2 separate regions of the Oryctolagus cuniculus genome follow, and region 2 is linked to region 1. The links are chromatin contacts, called in public Micro-C maps. All regions are on one chromosome and are shown on one strand. The core of a region is the stretch at or near the end of the contact, and the rest is flanking DNA. Distances in the headings are between cores, read along the strand shown.

What was found. A called contact is a pair of places that touch in the nucleus more often than the background predicts.
Region 2: a contact with region 1 is called in a Micro-C map of ear pinna, with 10 times the contacts expected there. The contact joins the enhancer-like site here to the promoter of SPATS1 in region 1. A contact is called at or near these places in 2 of 6 Hi-C or Micro-C datasets (ear pinna and an unstated tissue).

Annotation. Positions count from the first base shown.
Region 1 is chr5:125,780,274-125,787,702 of mOryCun1.1, reverse strand. It overlaps SPATS1 (spermatogenesis associated serine rich 1), which reads left to right and starts at 2,959. Exons shown (of 8, transcript XM_070074045.1): 1 at 2,959-3,220; 2 at 3,434-3,568. The coding sequence starts at 2,974.
Region 2 is chr5:125,897,030-125,904,458 of mOryCun1.1, reverse strand. SLC29A1 (solute carrier family 29 member 1 (Augustine blood group)) reads left to right here. Exons shown (of 14, transcript XM_008262977.4): 4 at 928-1,009; 5 at 1,155-1,357; 6 at 1,455-1,594; 7 at 1,774-1,908; 8 at 1,996-2,093; 9 at 2,241-2,319; 10 at 2,608-2,705; 11 at 2,828-2,936; 12 at 3,126-3,211; 13 at 3,521-3,720; 14 at 3,803-4,489. The coding sequence ends at 3,914. Among named protein-coding and RNA genes, the nearest start is that of SLC29A1, 12 kb to the left of the region's middle. Within about 2 kb of position 4,823, at least 4 of the 8 cell types and tissues checked have an H3K27ac peak or open chromatin away from gene starts, as enhancers often do. A contact at or near this core is called in ear pinna, where this site is marked.

The DNA of each region.
Region 1 (7,429 bases), core at 1,710-4,209:
GCCCTGGAACCTACTAGAAAGGCCCACCTTCCACGACTAGGTTGGCTAGCATGAAATTGCTGATGTGGGATCCTGTTTGACCTCCAGAACAGCAACTCCATGTGCTTAGTATTTAATACTTAGTTAGCACTGAATTAGCACGTAATTCTTCCTGCCCAATCCCCGCACACGCTGAGGCCACCTGCAGCCCCAAGATTCCTGGGCTCATTCGCATCTGGGAGAGCCAGGCTCTGGGCACATCAGGCGTGTGGACTGTGGAGCTGGAAGGAGGGCCCTGAAGCTGGACAGCAGGCAGAGTTGGCTTCCAAGGCCTGGGGCCAGCCCCACGCCCCTGCATTCCTGTGCAGGTGCCACAGGGACCTCCAAATTGGGCCTGGTTTGAGGCCAAGGGCTGGTGAGGGAACCCTGGAGAAGCTCTTCTTCTCTATGGCATTCACCCTCCTGGTGGTGCGCAAGGTTTTCTGGGAGTTTCAGCAGGCTTTGAGGGCAGACCAGGATCCCCCACTCCTGTCTCTGCTGACAGGGCTGCTAGGCGTGGGAAGTCCTGGGCCCCCGTAGGCTGCAAGGGAGGCCAAGTTGACCTGGGGCAGCTCTGCAGCCTCAGGGACCCCCTTAGGTGGCTCGGTGTGCACCAAGCCTCAGGATTGCTGCCCATCAGGCCCCAATGCAGCAGGCACCTCAGATTTAGAGCACTGTAGCGTCGGATGCCCACATGCTGTATCAGAGTGCTGGGTTCAAGTCCTGGCTCCCGAGCTTCCTGCTAATGAGTATGCACCCTGGGAGGCAGCCAGTGATGGCCTGAGCACTTATGTCCCTGCCACCCACATGGGGGGCCCAGATTGAGCGCCAGGTCCTTGGCTCCAGCCTGGCCCAGCCATGACTGTTGTGGGCATTTGGAGCGTGAACCAGCAGGTGGGAGCTCTCTCACTGTCTGTCTGTCTGTCTGTCTCTACCTTTCAAATAAAAACAAATACATGGAAATAAATAAAACTTGCCCAAGGGTGGAGAACAAAGCGGCTGGGAGGTTTAAGCAGCAGTGTAACAGCAGGGTGTGAGCCACAGGTCACAGAACTCCACTCGAGGTTTTACACACTTGTGTTGCCGTCACTGGCCCAACAGCTAGATCTTGACATCTTGGCTGTGGGTATGTATGTGTGTGTGTGTGTGTGTGTAACCTGGTTTCTTTCCTCTCAGGAGAAGGCAAACAGGAGAGAGCGAGGCTCAGCTCAATCATTTTAATCATCCATCCATCTATCTATACACCCATATATCTATTTGCCCACCCTCTTATCCACCCAATTATTCTCTCATTGAAACAGATGGTCATTGAGTGTCTCTATGTGCCAGGCACTTTGCTAGGTGCTTGGCCCAGAGCAGTGGACTAAGACAAAAATCACTGTCTTCCCATCATTGCCAGCATCCTGGGTGACGCCATTAATAGCTCTGCTGTTGCCCAGCAAACATTTCTGTGATAAAGCTATTATCTCTTCTATCACAGGAGAATTAAACAGACAAAATGTTTATGTTTTGAAAAACTCTAATCAGAGGGAAGTGCTCAGGATAAAATACCTTAAAAGTCCAATTGGATATATTGCTAGATTGTAATTACATTAACATATATGTGCATTGAAAAAGGACAGAGGGGCTGGTGCTGTCACACAGCGGGTTAACGCCCTGGCCTGAAGTGCCGGCATCCTATATGGGTGCCAGTTCTAGTCCCAGCTGCTCCTCTTCCAATCCAACTCTCTGCTATGGCCTGGGAAAGCAGTAGAAGATGGCCTGAGTCCTTGGGCCCCTGCACCTGCGTGGTGCTCCGGCTTCGGATTGGCACAGCTCTGGCCATTGCAGCCAGTGGATGGAAGACCTCTCTCTCTCTGTCTCTACCTCTCTCTGTAACTCTGTCTTTCAAATGAATAAGATAAATCTTAAAAAAAAAAAAAGAAAAGAAAAGAAAAGAGAAAGGACAGAGAGGAAGTAGCCCTTATACTTAAGGAGTGTGGCATCTTATGTTCTTATGTTCTCCAGGACAGGACAGATCCCCAATCCCCCAGGCTCTTCATACAATGTGTTGATTCTCCTACTAGGAGGTGGGGCCTGGGTTCCCTCTCCCCGAAGTGGAGACTTGGAAGGCAGTACTGCTCCTGCCTGGTGTTTCTGGGATGCCCGTAGGTAGGTGACCTGGCAAAGGCCCCAGCGGACAATCCACTTGAGTCATCAGACTTCGGCAGAAGCTCTATCCGCCACCTGATGCCACCGCAGGAGAGACCCCGAGGGTGAACAGCTCAGCTTCACCTAGCCAGCCCTCAAAACCCAGAGATATGGTGATTGTTGTGGTTAAAAGCAACAGAATTTGAAGCGACTTGTTATTCAGCAGTAGCTACATACCTGGAACAGTGGTTGATCTCTGAATTGTGAGACTGCGGGTATTAGCAATAATTTTCAATGTTTCCCAAGATTTCTATGAGGACCACTTACTTTGTTATCTGCACATTTTTTTAAATCAAAAATAAAAGCACATTTTTTGGGTCACTTCATTAAAGGTGAAACTAAGTCTAAATATGAATTTAGGGGCTTAAGCTAGATTTGGAAATAAAAAGTTTTGTGTAAAAGACCTAATAGGATTGGAAAGAGTCATCAAAGTTGTGGTGGATTTAGAATGAGCAGACTCAGAAATGCAACCCAGCCTTCCCGGCGACCTTGAGCAGGTCCTTGCTCAAAGTCAGTTTCCTATTTTGAAAAATGCACCAGGCTGTGTTAGGAAGATAGCATCACCAGGGCGCCTGGCCCAGAAAAGGCACTCTGTAAGTGGCAGGTGAATCCTGTCCAATCCAGGCCAATTGTAAGGGCACCAGCCAGCTTTGTGGAGGCGCATTCCCAGCTCCTGGAGGGCTACCGTTCTAGCAATAAAAATGTCCTGGAAAAGCACCCTAACTCTTAAAAAAAAGAAAAACAACCGAGAACATTTAAGCGGCGATGGCTGGCCCTGGCAGGAGCCGCCTCTCTGGAGGCTCCATCCTGCCCGGAGGGACCCGGAGCCTGGATGCCGCGGGAGAAGAGGACCCGGAAGCCCGGCCCGGCTGGGCGCGGGGCGGGCGCGGTGTCCCAGCAACCGCGGAACGCGTCTTGGCGATGGAAGCGCCCAGCGGCGGCGGCGGCGGCGACCTCCTTCTCGCTCTCGCCGCTGGGCTTTCGGCTCCCCCGCCAGGCACCTGGCAGTTCGGTGCGTTGATCCGGGCACAGCCTGGGGCCTCCCTTGGGCAGGGGCTGGGCAGCCGCGGAGGTGCGAACGACCTGTGGGGGGAGGCCAGCCCTGACCTTGGCCTCTCTAGGGCGCGTGGGGTGCCGCGGTTTGTTGCGACTGGCGCCTTTCTCACAGGGCGCTTTTTTTGTGTGTCTCGGTTGCTTCTAATGTTTCCCATCATCTCGTGCGTAGGGGATTCCATGTTCCCAAGGGGGCCGCACGCGGAGTCGCCACCTCCACAGCACGTCGAGAGCTATCTGCAGCACAGAGCTGGAGAAGGTTCCAGAGAAAGGGATGCCGGCATGGCCCAGGACGAGAGGAGTTACAGTTGAGTTCTTGGAGAGGCTGAGGGCTGGGTGTGCATCCAGCGGTCGTGGTATCCCAGGGCCCAGGGGCGTGGTGGGAAGCTTTCGGGCAGGCCAGTTTGGGGCACACGGAAAGGACTGTCTGAGGAGTGATTGACGTCTCCCTTACCCGGCCGGGACCTCCCTGGGAACAGCGCGGGAAGACTGTTGCGGACCAGGCAGGGAGCAGAGGCTGCCCTGTCCAGTGCTTGGCGCACGCCGGTGAGGCTGGGATTTGGCGTGAGGCTGGGATTTGGCGTGAGTCTGCGTTTCCACAGGCCCCTACCCTTTCTGTTTTTCCTCTGCTCGGACCTTAGCAGATTTGTGGCACTGTTTGTTGGATGGGCAGCTTGGGTGGAGATCAGGAACACTAAGGAAAGGCTGAAGTTGAGTACCGGCTGGTAGCTCAAAAACGGATGCTTTTTTTTTTTTTAAATTGTTTTTAATTAATTTGGGAGGCAGAGGGAGTTCCAATCCACTGGTTCACTTCCCAAATACCTGCTGCAGTAGCTGGGACTGGGCAGGGGTTAGTGCTGGGAGCTGGGAACTCAACCCAGGTCTCCCATGTGGGTGTTGGGGACCAACCATGTGAGCCATCACCGCTGCCAGCCAGGGTGTGCAGCAGCAGGAAGCTGGGGTGAACAGCCAGGCATTAAACCCAAGGACGCTGATTTGGGTCCCCGGCTTCTTACCTGCTAGGTCCAGTGCTCCCCCGAAGTAATAGCTGGCTCCTCTGGCAGAGGAGGTGTCTGGGAGCACTTGGAGCGGAACAGTCTCCCAGAATGCCTTGGGCTGAGCATGTGCTCTGGGTGTGGCTTTCCTGTTCCAGCGTGCTGTGTGCTGCAGGAGGGGGCTGTAGAATGGGCCATCTTTGTCCCAAAGGATCTTAGCTTGCTCCCTGGTCTTCTATAACCCAGGGAGGCGGCCTTCGTCCTCACAGGGCGGAGAGGAGAGGCAGGTACAGTCATCGACACCCCGGGGCCAGGAGAGCTGCAGGAGGAAGAACCAGTAAGAGCTCCACATGGCTGAGAGGGCGAGGAGAACAGGGTTCCGGGATTCTAACTTCAGACTCCAGACTTTCTGCTGTTCCTACTCTGGTTTGGGGTCAAGAACGAAGCTGCTATTTATAGGGTAGACCAGGTAAGCTCCATGTTCCTGAGTTAGTGGTGCCAGCAGAGCGGGAGGCCCTGGGATTCACCAGATCGCATTAACCGAAGACTTCTGGTTTCCTTTTCTTTTGAAAGATATATTGATTTGAAAGGCAGAATGACAGAAAGAGCGATTTTCCATCTACTAGTTCACTCCCCAATGGCTGCAGCAGCTAGTGCTGGGCCAAGAGGAAGCCAGGAGCCCCATCCAGGTTTCCCAGGCTCATGCATATGGGCCATCATTCTCTGTTTCCCAGGTGCATTAGCAGGGAGCTAGATGGGAAATGGAACAGTCAGAATTGGAACCCATGATCTGACGTGGGATGCTGGCTTCTCAAGTCGGGGAGCTTAGCCCAGTGCTCCACGGCACCTGCCCCTCATTTTCTGCTCTGTTGGTGTGTCCACTCGGACCAGTTTAATATAGAGTCCCTGGGTCTTAGGAAGGAAGGGGCTGCACAAATTAGTTGACGATACATGCATGTGTGTGTGTGTGTGTGTGTTTCTAGCAGGGAGAGCCACCCACTGCTGCTTTTTTTTTTTTTTTTTTGACACGCAGAGTGGATAGTGAGAGAGAGAGAGAGACAGAGAGAGAAAGGTCTTCCTTTTGCCGTTGGTTCACCCTCCAATGGCTGACGCGGCTGGCGGGCTGCGGCCGGCACACTGTGCTGATCTGATGGCAGGAGCCAGGTGCTTCTCCTGGTCTCCCATGCGGGTGCAGGGCCCAAGTACTTGGGCCATTCTCCACTGCACTCCCGGGCCACAGCAGAGAGCTGTCCTGGAAGAGGGGCAACCGGGACAGAATCCGGTGCCCCGACCGGGACTAGAACCTGGTGTGCTGGCGCCGCAAGGCAGAGGATTAGCCTAGTGAGCCGCGGCGCCGGCCTCACTGCTTTTATTACTCCTCAAGGAGGGAAGCAGCTCTATAATGTGAAAAGGGCTACATACGCCAGTGCTCTAGAAACTTACGGTGCTTGTGGAGCAGATAAGCAGGGCTGGGAAACCAGGTGTTTGCTTGAAAAGGTCTCCCCAGTAAAGGAACATAACTTGATGTATTGTTCTCCCCGGTAGACTGAGCGTTTGTGAAAATCAGCCAAGATGAGAAGTGTGTGAGAGCACTGTGGTTATGTAAGGTGTTATTCCTGCCTGAAGAAATGGAAATCAGTATCTTGAATCCCACAGATGGTACCAAAGAACCAGACTTTTTCCTAAACTCTCATTCCCCCCAGATTCTTTTGTGGCCATCAGAACCTTCTCTTGAGATTTTTTTTTTATTGCATCATTTTTTCTATTACCTAGTGTTTAGAGTCTTGTTAGTGTGTACTGGTTTATGGCTTACTTGGCATTTATCGCATTTGAGTGATGCTTTTCCTGAGGCACAGGGACCCTTTCTAGAAGGGTGCACCCCCTCAGCATCTCTGTTCCTCCTGACAGCCTTGGGAGCTGGACACAGAGTGGGGGAGCCTAGAAACCTGTGCACCCGGAGGCTTTTGACTTGCTTAGAGCAACACAATGCTCCTCTTTGTAATGGTAGCATCAGTATCAGAATGGAAGAGGCCAGGATCAGGTGTTTAGCCAGAGGTTAGGGTACCTGTCCCACAGCAAAGTGCCTCGGTTTGGGGCCTTGTGGTGCAGCAGGTGAAGCCGCCGCCTGCGAAGATGCTGACATCCCATATGGGCGCCGGTTCAAGTCCCGGCTGCTCCACTTCTTATCCAGCTCCCTGCTAATGTGCCTGGGAAAGCAGTGGAAGGTGGCCCTAGCTCTTGAGCTCCTGTACCCACGCTGGAGACCTGGATAAAGCATCTGGCTGCTGGCTTTGACCCGGCCCGGCCCTGACCATTATAACCATCTGGGGAGTGAACCAATGGATGGAGGATCTCTCTCTGTCTGTAAAATAAATCCTAAAAACAGGAAACAGCAAACAAAAAATAAAGTGCCTTGGTTTTATGCCTGGCTTCAGTTCCTGACTCCAACATTAGGCTCACCCAGACTCTGAGAGGCAGCAGTGAGACAATTTAAGAAATTGGTTTCTTCCCACAAGGAAGAACCAGGTTATGTTCCTGGGTTCCAATTTCTAGCCCTGGTTTTCAAAGACATTTGGGAAGTAAATCAGTAGGAGAGAGCTAATGCTATCTGTCTGCCTGCCTCTTTTTCTTTTTAAACTTTTTTATTTATTTGAAAGACTAAGTTATATAGAGAGGTAGACAGGGGGAGAGAGCGCGCACACACGAGAGAGAGAGAGAGAGAGAGAGAGAGAGAGAGAGAGATATCTACCACCTGCTAGTTCACTCCCCAAATGACAGCAATGACTAGAGCTGAACTGATCTGAAGCCAGGAGCCAGGAGCTTCTTCAGGTCTCCCATGTGAATGCAGGAGCCCAAGCACTTGGGCCATCCTCCACTGCTTTCTCAGGTGCATCAACAGGGAACTGGATCGGAAGTGGAGCAACTGAGACTCAAACCAGTGCCCATATGGGATGCTAGTGCTGCAGGCTGGGGCTTTAACCCGCTATGCCACAGTGCTGGCCCCTGTCTGCCTGCCTCTTTTGAATAAATTTTAGAAAAGAGAAAAGGAAATTTGTTGTTAGACTTAAATTTTATTTATTTGAAAGGCAGAGAGAGAGAGAGAGAGAGAGATCTTCCATCCACTGGTTTAATCCTCAAATGCCACAACTGCTGAGATTGGGCCAAGCCAAAGC
Region 2 (7,429 bases), core at 3,574-6,073, 110 kb before region 1:
GCCATCTCTCAGAAGGAAAGAGGCTTGTTTCAGCTACGGTCCTGGAGGGTTATAACCCGAGGCTGGGCGGACCCCATTTTGGTTTGTCCCCTGGGGGTGGCTTCTTGCTGGTGAAGTCCCCAGGTGGCACATGGCAGGAGACAGGGAGCGTCTGTCCTTACAAAAGTCCCAGATTGGATAATGAGGGCTCCAGCTTAATGTCCTAATCCGGCCTGGGCACTTCCCAAAGGCCGGACCACGGTGCGGTGTTTTCCAGTCTTAGCACCACCGTCAGCGTGTGACTCTGCGGCAGAACCGCCCAGTGCGGCGGCCAAGCCATGTCCAAGCCGTAACTGCGGCCCTCACTTGGGCTTAGGCCCAGCGGATGTCCAGGGGCCCTGTCCGTACCTCCTGGCCTGCCCCAGGTGGTATGACCTACAAAGCTGGTTCTGACTGGCTGGAAACAACAGCGCTAGCTCCGTCGCTCGCAGCCACCCGCCCGCCTGCCTGCTCCACTAGGTTCCAGAATGGTCTGGGAGTTTCCTGACCCCACAACCCTCTTCAGGGAACCACATGGTCTGGGTCTCTGCTCAGACGGCGTAACCGCTTCCAGCCTGCCTGCTGGGGAGCGGAAGACACTGCCTGCCTTCTGCCTCTCCCGCCCTCCCCAGCCCTGCAGCAGGCCCTCCACACCCCTCCCCGGATGTGTGTGTGTGGGTCACTCTGGTTCCCAGCCTGCAGGGTCCCCCGAGTCTTCCAGGGCTGAGAACCATGGTCCGTTCAGTCTTGAGTCCCTGGGCCCCTCCCCCTCGCCTCATCTGGCGCCCTATCCCCTGTCGGAGGACACCCCCCCACACACACACCCAGGAGGACGCAGGGGACAGCTGGGAGGACTGTCGGGCAGGGAGGGAGGGTGGCTCTCCCCAGCCCCTCCTCCTTGCATTGCAGATACAAAGCTGTCTGGCTTATCTTCTTCATGCTGGGGCTGGGCACACTGCTGCCCTGGAATTTTTTCATGACGGCCACTCAGGTGAGGCGGGTGGGCAGGGGGGTACTGGGCTGCAGGGTACATGTCCTCTAAGCCCTCAGGGCCTGGCTCTGTGCCTGCAGGCACAGGCAGAGAGCGAGAGTGTGCGCGCGAGAGGTTTCAGTGCCCCTCTGTGCAACCCCTGCAGTATTTCACAAACCGCCTGGACATGGCCCAGAACATGTCCTTGGTCACTGCTGAGCGGAACAAGGACATCCAGGCCTCAGATGCCCCCGCAGCGCCGTCGCCAGAGCACGGCCCTCTCAGTGCCATCTTCAACAACGTCATGACCTTGTGTTCCATGCTGCCCCTATTGCTCTTCGCCTGCCTCAACTCCTTCCTGCATCAGAGGTGGGCGCCCACCCCCTCCCCCGCCGCTCGCACCCGACCCCCGCCGCCTCCCGCTCCCCTCGGGGCTGAGTCCCAGGCCGGCCTGCCCTTCTGGCAGGATTCCCCAGTCGGTGCGGATCCTGGGCAGCCTGGTGGCCATCCTGCTGGTGTTCCTGGTCACGGCCATCCTGGTGAAGGTGCAGATGGACGCTCTGCCCTTCTTCGTCCTCACCATGGTCAAGATCATGCTCATAAACTGTAAGCCCGGGGCTGGGAGGGGCCGTGGACTGAGGCCTGACCCACCGTAGTCAGAGAGGAGCCCGCGGGCCTTGGGCAGCTGGGACGGGGCTGGGGGTAGGGACAGGGAGAAGGAGCTGGGTGCAAGGCTGGGTGACCGCCAGCCCCAGCTCCTCTGCCGACACCCACCTTGTTCCCAGCGTTTGGCGCCATCCTGCAGGGCAGCCTGTTTGGTCTGGCTGGCCTCCTGCCCGCCAGCTACACGGCCCCCATCATGAGTGGCCAGGGCCTGGCTGGCTTCTTCGCCTCAGTGGCCATGATCTGCGCCATCGCCAGTGAGTCCTCCTGCCTTCTTGCCGCTGCCCTGGGGGTGTGGGGGAGGGGGACGGCCGGTCTCTGACCACTGGCACCGTCCACCCCAGCTGGCTCGGAGCTGTCAGAAAGTGCCTTCGGCTACTTTATCACAGCCTGTGTGGTTGTCGTTCTGACCATCATCTGTTACCTGGGCCTGCCCCGGCTGGTGAGCAAATTCGGGGAGCTGGGGCCTGGGGGTGGCGGAGTCCAGGGCGCCAGACCCACGGTGATCTGAGGCCCACACCTGGGGGAAGGCAGGAATTCTGGGGCTCCTGCCTCTGACCGCACCGCCCCGGTGCCCACTGTTCCGCAGGACTTCTACCGCTACTACCAGCAGCTCAAGCTCGAAGGGCCCGGGGAGCAGGAGACCAAGCTGGACCTCATCAGCAAAGGTTCGCAGGGCAGGGGCGGCGGCGAGGACGAGAACGGGCACCCCGTGCTAGCTGGCAGCCAGGGCTGGGGGGCTGGGGGAGAGCCTGCACAACCTGGAATGCCCAAGGCATGTGGGCTGACGGCAGAGCGGTGGCAGTTTCAGGTCGGGGCAGTCGGGCCCTGGGGGACTGAGCTGCAGGTGCGGCCGAGGGCTCCGAGTGACCCCAGCCCTGCCGGGGAGTGTCTATGTCATATATCTCTGTCCTCTCCACAACTCAAAGACCCTCCACCACCTCCCCCTCCCCCAGGAGAGGAGCCGCGAGCAGGCAAGGAGGAGTCTGGAGCCGCAGCCCCCAGCTCCGAGTCCGCCAGCAAAGGCCACTCCATCCGAGCCATCCTCAAGAACGTACGTGGGTACTGCCCTCCCCTTCCTGCTGGCCAGACGGTGGTCCTTGCCCCCAGCTTCTCTCCCGGGTGGAGGGGTGGGGGTCGGGGGAACCTGGCGAATCCCCTCCCCCTTCCCCGTAGATCTCAGTCCTGGCTCTCTCCATCTGCTTCGTCTTCACCATCACCATCGGCGTGTTTCCCGCTGTGACCGCTGATGTCAAGTCCAGCATCGCCGGTGCCAGCGCCTGGGGTGAGGACGCTATGGGCGCCCAGCACGGGGAGTGGGGCACAAAGGGGCCCTGGGTACCTCCTCTCCGGGTGCAGTCCGCTGGGTCCTTTTGCCCCTCCTGGGTTGGGAGCTGAGGCCCCGTGAGGGCCAAGGTGGCCGTATCTGACCCTGGCCACCAGCGTCTCCTGTCGTCTCCTCCTTCTCCTCCAGGGAACTACTTTATTCCCGTATCCTGTTTCTTGACTTTCAACATCTTTGACTGGCTGGGCCGAAGTCTCACGGCCATCTTCATGTGGGTGAGTCGAGGCCGGGCTGGGGGTGGGGGCACCAGCTGTGAGACCCTGAAGGGGAGCCCGAGAGACGAGGGGGGTCCTTTTTCCTTTTACATCAAGGGGTCGTTTATGAATAGCCCAGGGTGTAATCTTAAGTGTGCAGCTTCCTGTAGAGACGCGTGTGTGCTCACATACCCTGATCAGGAGGTAGATGGGCTCCACAGGGCCCTGGGTCCCCATCAGTACCCCCGCCGAGTGCCAGACCTGGAGGTGGTCTCGGTGCAGGCTCTTGGGGGCTGAGGCTGTTCCTGGTGCCCCCCTCCCCCACTGCAGCCGGGGAAGGACAGCCGCTGGCTGCCGGGCCTGGTGCTGGCGCGGCTGGTGTTCGTGCCGCTGCTGCTACTGTGCAACGTGCAGCCGCGCCGCTACCTGGCCGTGGTGTTTGAGCACGACGCCTGGTACATCTTCTTCATGGCCGCCTTCGCCTTCTCCAACGGCTACCTCGCCAGCCTCTGCATGTGCTTCGGGCCCAAGTGAGTGCAGGGGGTGTGGCGTGGGAGGGGCAGCCGAGGGAGGGGCGCGCCATGGGGCTGAGGTCCTGCCCTTGTCCTCTAGGAAAGTAAAGCCGGCTGAGGCCGAGACGGCGGGAGCCATCATGGCCTTCTTCCTGTGCCTGGGTCTGGCGCTGGGGGCCGTCTTCTCCTTCCTGTTCCGGGCGATCGTGTGACCACAGATAGACAAAAGGACCGCACTGCCCGCCTACCTCCTGTCCCCTTCCCTCGTCCTGCCTGGGCTGGGCACCAGTGGCCTGGAGGTTTTCTCTTCTAGCTGACTTCTGCTTGCTGTGCTGGGCCTGGCTGCCCGGGCCTCGAGGTCGCAGCCTCTGTGGATGGACGTTGGGGACACTGTGGCCTTTTAAGGGGTGCAGTCAGGGAGGGGTGCAGCCTCTGCACCTGCGTGAGTACCCCCACACCTGGCTGTGAGTGATCCCTGCAGGACAGGCTCCTGGGCTCAGAGCGGATGTGTGCATCAGGTCCGTCTGTCTGTCTGCCTGGACGGGGACGGGTTGGGGAGCCCATGGGACAGGACTGACCGTTGTAGGGTCTGATCCGATACCCCCTCCCTCCTTTCTCCCTGTGCCCGCCTGCCCTTCCCTGTGTTCCCCTTCCCATACTCCCACGCCTCATCCCTACCCATCATGCACCCTGTATAGTGCCGTTTTACTGCCTTTTTTATACTCGACAGAAACCAGGTGCCTTCAGAGGCTCTCTGATTAAATAAACATTTTTTTGGTCTCCTCAATGGTTCCTTGTGTCCTCCAGCCGTGGCTTCCTGCCCTGGTCACGAGCAGGATCCAGCAGGGGCTGGGTCTCAGAGGAAGGAGCCGCAGCGCCCCCTGCTGGGGCTTCAGGGGAGGGACCGGCGTGGAGCCAGGACACCCTGATTGTTGGCGCAGACTGCGGAAGGCCAAGTTTTTTTCTGCGGCTTCCTTCCCTCTTTCATAGGACTGGGGACAGACAGCTCCAGGCCTCTCCTTTGTCTCACTGCCACCCCCTTTGCTCTGTCCTCTGCAACCCTGGCCAGCTCCCCCCGCCCCCGCACCAGCCCCTGGCCGCACTCCCACACCACGGGCAGGCAGGAAAAGGCTAAGGCCTACCTGGCACCCTGCCCCTACACCAAAGCTTGGCCCGCGGCACTTCAGGGAAGCAAGGGCCCTACGTGGCTGCAGGGGGAGCCCTGACCCTTTCCTTCTCAACGGTGGGGGGTGGGGAGGTGAGGAGGGACCAGACTGTCGGAGCCTCTGAGTGGGGACTCCTGTCTGTGGTCTGCCCGGCTGGAAGTGGGCGCAGAGCCCTGGCCACGGTGCCCCCAACCCGGGAGCCCCTCCGGAAGCCTGTGTGTCTTCCCCGGTGCCTTCACCTCCTGCCTGGCCTTTCGGGACGTGCTTCCTGATCTCATAATCCACCCCACACGTGGCCACCAGAATAGCTTGAAAACAAACAGAGCCGCCGCCTGGAGCAGGCTGCTAATCTGAAGAGCACTTCCGGTTCCTCCTGCAGCCGCAGCCGCAGCCGCACCGGGCAGCTCAGGGCCTTCCTCTTGTGCCCCCTCGGCACTTCCGTAATGTGGGGACTTCCGTCACACTCTGATCTTTGCCTGGCTCCCAGACTGTCCGTTTGTGTGGTTAGGGTCTCTTCCTGGCGTTGCAGCTCTTCCGGCTGTAAGAGCTATCCCACAGCATGGCGTTCTCCACACTTCAGGGTTCCCACCTGTAAATTTGGGTGGGGGCGGGGGCGGGGGGGGTGCAAAAAAGGGGCTCCCACTTCTGCGGCCGCCTGGCTGCAGTGACGATTCTCGGCCACAAGAGGGCGCGCTGCAGGCAAAGTCATGCTGGGGGGGGGGCAAGGATGTTCTCTCTCAGTCCTCAGCATTTTGCCCCCATGAGGTTCGGAGGGCTGTGCATCCACCAGAGACCCTGGCTGGCTTCGCACAGAAGGGTCTGTGTCCAGCTCTGTCCTCCCTGGGGTGGCTGCCACTGCAATACACGATTGTCCTTCCACGGCGAGATGCTGGGGCCTGAAGCTCTCTTGCAAAGCTAGGAGCCTGAGGCCAAGCAGCCAGGCTGGAAAGTGGCGAGGAAGCCTCAAGCACGAGCCGGGAGTTGGCTGCATCCGTGAGTCCTTGGGCGCGAATATGGAAAGAGCGTGAAGGTGGTAATCCCGGGGGAGTGGCCGGAGGGCCCAGTTGTTGGCAAAACCAACTCAGTTACAGCTACGAGTGTTCAAAATGGAGGTGAGCAGAGACATGCAGAGTCACTGTAACAGGACCAGCCCCGCCTGAAACCCAAGGCCGGCCCACGCACAGACAGAGTGTCCAGCGAGTGGGCCAGGCCCGCAGTGTCCGGTCCCCACCCTGACCCCGGCTCCGCCCTCGTCAGCTGTTCTGCGCCCTCATGCACTCCTTCAGCCTCAGCGGGACCTGGCCTCTGGGGGTGGGGACTCTCGGCAGACCTGCGGCACCCTGTGACCCAGCAGGGTGGCATTCTGGCTCCAGGCTGCGGGGTGAGGGCTAAATCGAGTCAGCAGAGCCCCAGAAGGCGTTGCCCACTCCCTGGTTGGGATTCAGGGCTCAGGATTCTGTCTTGAGCCCGCCATGTACCCGCGGTGCAGCCCTGGCTCCTCTCTCTTAAATGTCCTTAGAACGGGTCCTGATTTCTTGACGAGGCGCAAAGACCTGTCGGGGCCAACACCTGCCCCAGGAGACGTGTTAAAGACCTGCAGGGCATCTGCAGGACAGCCTGGGAGGTGAGGTCCCCAGAGCCACGGGGCGCAAGGGTCTGTGGGACCAACCTGGACATGGTCTGCCCAGCCCCCCACCCCGGAGACTCGCTTCCCTCCCTGCTCCCGAGCCTCCGGAAGCTTCCAGAACCAAGCCTCATTAATTCCACCCCAGCCATTTCCAGTGTGAACCAGTGCTCACGGGGCGGGAGCGGGCGGTCCGGACCCAGCGACCCAGCGCGCAGCCAGGGAGGGGGCGAGGAGCCTACTAGGGCCTGCCTGTCCCAGCCCCACCCCGCGGGGGGTGGGGAGAGGAGGAGGATGACGGCACCCTCTGGAGCGCCCCCTGGCGGGAGCGCGGCCCCCACCCACCCTGTACATCTAAGTCCAGGCAGGTGGGTGACCAAGGATGTCAGACCGACTGCACTGCCCCCTTGTGTCCAGGTGACCTTGAAGCACGCACTTTCCTCGCTGCTCGCTGTAGTTATACTTGCCCTGCCTACCTGGCCAGCTGTGATGCTGCACTGAGATACTGAGCAGGGAGAGGACTTAACACTCTCTTCTGCTGTCACTGTCTTATACACCCGACCCCATCTGATCCCCCAATAATCCTGCAAAGTCATGACCACTGCTGTGCCCACTCCAGAAAGCCAAGGCCGAAAGGGTAAAGGATGCAAAAATATGCAAATTGCAAAGCTCCAGGTAAGTCAGTCTCCTCCGCCCCCACCTGGTGGTCCATTGACTCTGGATCCACCCAAGCTTCCTGGGACACTGAGCTCACGTCATCCTGCCCAGGTGAAACCAGCAGAGAGTCCTTCCTGGTGCCTAACCTGGGCCCCCACTGTGTGCCACTTCCTGTCTGCCCAGCAGGAGGTGAGCCAGTCAACAGCCCAGGAGCCCTGCGTACCCAAGAGGCGTGGCTTGTACCTGGACAGGCCAGGCGGCAGGCAGAACAGTTGAGTAG